Regions from separate parts of the Anas platyrhynchos genome. Here region 1 is linked to region 2. The links are chromatin contacts, called in public Hi-C maps. All regions are on one chromosome and are shown on one strand. The core of a region is the stretch at or near the end of the contact, and the rest is flanking DNA. Distances in the headings are between cores, read along the strand shown.

Region 1 (2,700 bases), core at 64-2,563, 44 kb before region 2:
GGCCCTACAGGTAATGCTGGCCTGACACCATTTACCAGCAACCTCCCCATTCTCCTATGACACTTTAGAAAAAAATAATCCCTGTTTCAACACCAGCTAATGGGTTAAGTTCTTCCTGATTTTTATTTAATACTGAAACATTCATAACCTTTTCTCCTGGATATTGAGCTCGATAAAATGATTGATACACTGTAGGGTTTTGGTTCAAAGTACATTCATACATTATAAGGGCCTTCTCCAAAAAGTATATACAGATATTAAGAGAAGAACAGTGCTATTGATGGTGTATCTTATACACTGAGCTACACTAACAATCTCTTCAGTCAGGAAGCACATATTGAACTTGGCAAAACAGCTGGCTCTGTATATTACTACAAGGTCTTTAATGATAAAAGAGGGATTCTCTTAAAAAGTGACTGGTATTCAGCTTTAGAAAGCCTTTTACAAGTGAAGCAAAAATAAAGGCAAAATGTACAGATGTGGGGGTACAGGTGTGAGAGAGATCATAATGCTTTGTTGGGCTGCAACAATGTGCAGGCTGCATACTATTACACGTAAAGTTTTCACTGAAATGCACACACAACAAAAAAAAAGGACTCTGACTATGGTGACATAATGAAGATCAATCTACCCCTGGAGAATTTAGGTTCAAGTAACAGAAGAGGAGCTATTGCACCCAATTTAGAAGACACTCACACCTTCAAGGAGGAGTTATGTTTCTCCACCTACCTATTTGACAGAATCACAGCACAACTGTAGGTGTGGCAGAGCCCTCTGGAGGCCAGCTGCTCCCACCCCTGCCCAAGCTGGGCCACCCAGAGCCACTTGCCCATGTGCAGGTGGCTTCTGAAGGTCTCCAAGGAGGGAGATGCACAGCCCCACTGGGCAGCCTGTGCCAGTGCTCGGTCACCCACACAGCACAGAAGTGCTTCCTCCCCACGTCCCTCTGGATGGCAGCACAGCCCTCTGGTGAACGAGGCCCTCCCCCCAGTTGTGTTATCTGCCAGCTTACAGTACCCCAGTGTACAGGTCATTAATGAAGATTTTAAACAGGACTGGTCCCAGTATTGACCCCTGGGGCCCTCCAGTAGTTACTGGCCTCCTTATTAAAAGTATGTAAGTGAAACTGTATGTAACAGATAAACTACCCACCATTAAAAAACCACCACACTAATCCCTTACTTTAAAGCATGTTTTATCCTCTAGGGCTCCTTCTCCTACATAATTAGGTTTGTCATTCCCCCTCTCTCTTGTGTTTGCTCACGCTTCAGTGACTGATGAAGCAACATCAGACCTGTCAGTCACCGTGAAGAAAGTCCAACTCCTCCCACCTGGGAAAACCCCAGAACCTGCTCAAAGGTCTATCTGTGATCACTATCAATACTATCTGTGCCCAATATATCCTTGGAAGAAGACATAAAAAGTACACTTAAAGGAGATAAACAGTGATAAAAAAGGTTACCTAAATTGCTTATGCAGTTGTTAGGTACACAGTTTTGTGTCACACTTCTTTAGACACGGACATGGCTTTTAGATCAGCATAAATTAATCATGCAACTAGCTACTTTTCAGCAATGATATTCTCAGAGATTATATTAATGAAAGTAACTGCTAACAGTCACCCAACATCTGAGGAGAAGCAGCACCTAACTGGGTCTCCATGCCACAGTATCAAGCAAATAACACAGTGAACTATTTTGTTTATACTGACAACTGTATTTATTTATCCTAATTTCAGCATGGCTTGCTGAGTCTGCAAGTAGTGTTAGTAACCTCGGGAACTGTGACCTCCTCGAAACATGAAAATCCACAGAAAAAGATAATGAAAAGAGCTGTGAATGATTCACACTGAATTATTTAACATGGAGTTAAAATCATTTTCTGCACCACGGAAACCAGTGTTCATGATTATGAAAGAGATCAACAAAGCAAGTTTAAAGACTTTAATGCAACAAAGTTTCAAAGAAATATTTTTTAGTTTTCTTTAGATAAGGAGTTCTAGTCACATAGAGTATTGAAATAACCTCACATACAACTGAAAACACAGGAAAGAAACATCCTTTTAAAAAGCTGTTTGAGATCTTAAGTGCGTGACAAATTTCCTTCAGTATTTGGAAGAAAAGACATCTTGCATTGAATAATGTTACTAGGTTAGCACGCACTCTCAAGCTAAGATTTTCTGCACGCTACTTTTACTGATAGCGGTTACTCAATGCACCTGTTAAATGAAGGACCACTTTGTGAAGTTTATTTGCTTTATGGAGAGATTTTAAGAAAGCATTTTAAAAAAGTCTAATCCATTGCTTCAATATCTAAAGCAAACAGACGTTTGTGTGTTAACCAGAAAAAGTAAGTGGCTTAAATATTACTAAAGGCTGTCTGTACTCAGAGGAAAGCAAGGAGTAACAGCATCTCAAACAGTTAATATAAATGACGCATTTAACAGCTTTTGCTCTAAGAAATGAACTGTTTTTTTTCCCCTCTCTATTTACACAAGGCAGCGTACAAACCTTAGTGTGGCTTACACAAACTCTCTTGATCTTTAACATCACTTTTACTGTCTTGACACCCACTTTTTCACAACTCATCTGTCACGTTTTACTAACACAAAAGCCACAGAGGAAACAGGAAAAAAAAATCCAGATACTGCTCTGAAGTACACAGAGCTAAATGGGATGATGTCCTATATAAACAGGTAGA
Region 2 (2,700 bases), core at 147-2,646:
TTACACTGATAAGAGGTGGCACAGGTGGCTTTTGCGTGACTGTGAAGAAGTCCAGACTTGGTTTAGGCAGCTGCATTTAGGCAAACAAGCCATCCTGGTGGAGACTGAACATCTCACTGTGTGTTTCTGGAGAACAGAGAAGGGAATCTGCATAGTAAAAAGCCAAATGCAAGCATGTATAGGTAAAATACATCATTGGCAGTGGACTAGTAGATTAACTTGGTGTGCAAATCCCAGTCAGCTGATGAAGATCATCAGATTGATGTTAAAGCAGTGAGCTCAGTTTGTAGCAGGTAAGACATTGTCTTGGGGAAAAAAAAATAAGTTTCCTTGTGAAGTCGAAAGGCCCTGAACACCGCCTATCTGGGGACTGTTAGGAGTGACACCAGAGATTACTAAACCTGGAAGAAGTTAAATGAACCAAACCCTTTTCATTTTCAATGTAGCGTGGTCGTTAGCGCCCTTGGCGGTGTTTCTGCTTCGTGCAGTTTTGGTGGGTTTTACGCTTGGTTGCGCTTCCTGCCCTGTGCATTAGCATAATGATGGCACCGGTGGGGAGCATGGCTCTGTGCTCCTCCTGAACCCACTGGGAAGGCTTCACTGCTCTCCGGTAAGGCTTCGGTTCTGCCCTGTTGGAAATCCAAAGGGAGGGACCCCTCTTTGTGAGCGGCCTTTGGAGCAGAGCAGGCAGCAGCAGGAGGATCTCAGGGCATCTTCACCTCGTGTCGGTGAGCACCTGGAGCCTGTGGCGCTGTGGGAGAGGCAGGAATAGACAGAGGGCACTTACCCCTGAAGCAAAGTGGGAGCAGAGCCTGAGCTGTGCCCCTGCTCCTCGGGCTGGGCACCGCCGATCCCAGGAGGGAAGCACCGCGGAGGTCGCACTCCTCCGAGCACCGGGAGAGCTCCAGGCCCCAAACGGGTGTGCAGGGCTTGTTCCTCCGGGAGCTGCTCCCAGCCTCGCTGCCTCCTCGGGACACGCAGGAGTGGTTTGGCTTCTCCGTGGGGAGATGGCTGTGGGAGAGGGAGGAGCGTGCTGCCGGGAGGCAGCGGGCAGGCCCTGGCACATCTGGGGAGGGTCCGCTTGGGTCTGCAGCTCTTCTGCCTCCGAAGAACACCACCCAGCCTGGGCTGTGCTGTGGAAGTAGCAATTAGAGAGCTCTGAGTGATAGAAATCTGTATTAAAACGAGCTCGGGAAAAAAACTTCGGGAAGACTTCATCCTGTTGAAGCTGTCTGGAAGGGGCTCCTCCGGCATGAGTCATCTGCAGCTGGAGAGGACCCTGGGCAGAGCCTTCCTCCCCTCTGCTGAATGGGGCTGTCACCGTGCCCAGGGCCAGGGGAGGGAGAAAAATGCCCTGATTCATTTCCTAACCAGATACGCATGGGAGGGCTCCCCGCAGGGCTGCTGCGGGGGGGGGTTGTGGCTTTGTTTTTCCAGTGGCTCAGCTCCACAGCAGCAGCGCTGGGCAGCTTCAAACTCCCACCCAGAGGCCTGGGCTGCCCCCCAGCCCGGCCCCAGCCAGCACCCAAGGGTGCTGATAGGCCTGGTGCTGCAGAGGAAGTGGCTTCTGGTACAAGCAGCCAGCAAGCTGCGAGAGTCTGGCTGGGTGCCTGCCAGATTCGAGTTGACACAAATGTTTAAAGTCTTTGGCTTTTGTCTTACTCTTGTTCTAAAGATTTCTCTGCTTTCCTACCATTAAAATATCACCTATGCCAGTGTTTTTTTAACAAACAAATACATGCTTTATTTATTTTTTTTTTTTTGGAAAAAAAAAGTCTATAGATCATAAAAATATTCTCAAATGCCCTCGATACTGTAGTAAAACCCAGGCTAGACCGTCTGCAGCCCAAGGTGTTGCTCGGGGCCTTTTTGTGCTCTCCCATCCCTGCAATACGACATCCTAGAGACGGTGTGGGAAAGACTCGGGCTATTTGAGGTATCCGGCGCCCCCTTGTGCTCTTTCTTCTCGTGTGTTGCGATGCCAGGAGCTGCCGAGGGCCCCAGGCACACGCAGGGACAGGGAACTTCAGCCTCATCTTGCTTGGAGATTGGACTGCCCCCCGGCACAAGTCTGCAGAGTTAACCCCAACCACGCAGTGTGCATGTTCAAAATACAGCCACAAAACTGCTTTATATATTCCCAAAGACAGAAATAACTCTCTACATTCATTTAAAGGTAGCAGCATTTGCTAGGTATAAAGTTCCTCCGCTGACTGTAATTTTAAGTGGGGTTTCAAACTTCCCTGGCTCTTAAGAGTATGATGCAAGTTTAGATTTTTTCCAGCCTACTCCGTACTACGTGATTACGTGTTTTTAATTATTCACTTTTTGCTCTGTACAGAATGTGCTGCTGCTCCCCAGAAGTCACGCTTGAGGATTAGATTGATTTAGTCCCTTAAAAATAATTTTTCAAGTTGCCCACTGCAAATGCCTGAAAGGACTTCATTTCTGCAAATGAGGTGCAAATTCCAGAGTAAAAGAGGTAATTATCTTACAGAGCTAACTAAATAGCTACCACTCCTCTGAAAACGTGGCCTTTACTGGTATGCTCTCTTAAAAAAGCACATGTACTGTCTTTTCTGTGGATCCATTGCTAGCAGTAGAAGCTTGAAGTTGTTCTGAGGACACAAATACATTATTTTCCTGGCCTGATGCAAAGTCCCAAACTTAGTGACACCTTTGATGCCAAAGCAATTGACT

Evidence for each region. A called contact is a pair of places that touch in the nucleus more often than the background predicts.
Region 1: a contact with region 2 is called in a Hi-C map of subcutaneous adipose tissue, with 4 times the contacts expected there. The contact joins two enhancer-like sites. A contact is called at or near these places in 4 of 8 Hi-C or Micro-C datasets (F1 follicle, liver, skeletal muscle and 1 more).

The regions. Positions count from the first base shown.
Region 1 is chr1:14,106,749-14,109,448 of IASCAAS_PekinDuck_T2T, reverse strand. All of the region lies in intron 2 of KMT2E (lysine methyltransferase 2E (inactive)), which reads right to left. Among named protein-coding and RNA genes, the nearest start is that of KMT2E, 21 kb to the right of the region's middle. Within about 2 kb of position 1,313, at least 3 of the 8 cell types and tissues checked have an H3K27ac peak or open chromatin away from gene starts, as enhancers often do. A contact at or near this core is called in subcutaneous adipose tissue, where this site is marked.
Region 2 is chr1:14,063,252-14,065,951 of IASCAAS_PekinDuck_T2T, reverse strand. It overlaps LOC106018873 (a long non-coding RNA gene), which reads left to right. Exons shown (of 3, transcript XR_005264253.2): 2 at 2,342-2,482. Among named protein-coding and RNA genes, the nearest start is that of KMT2E, 22 kb to the left of the region's middle. Within about 2 kb of position 1,396, at least 4 of the 8 cell types and tissues checked have an H3K27ac peak or open chromatin away from gene starts, as enhancers often do. A contact at or near this core is called in subcutaneous adipose tissue, where this site is marked.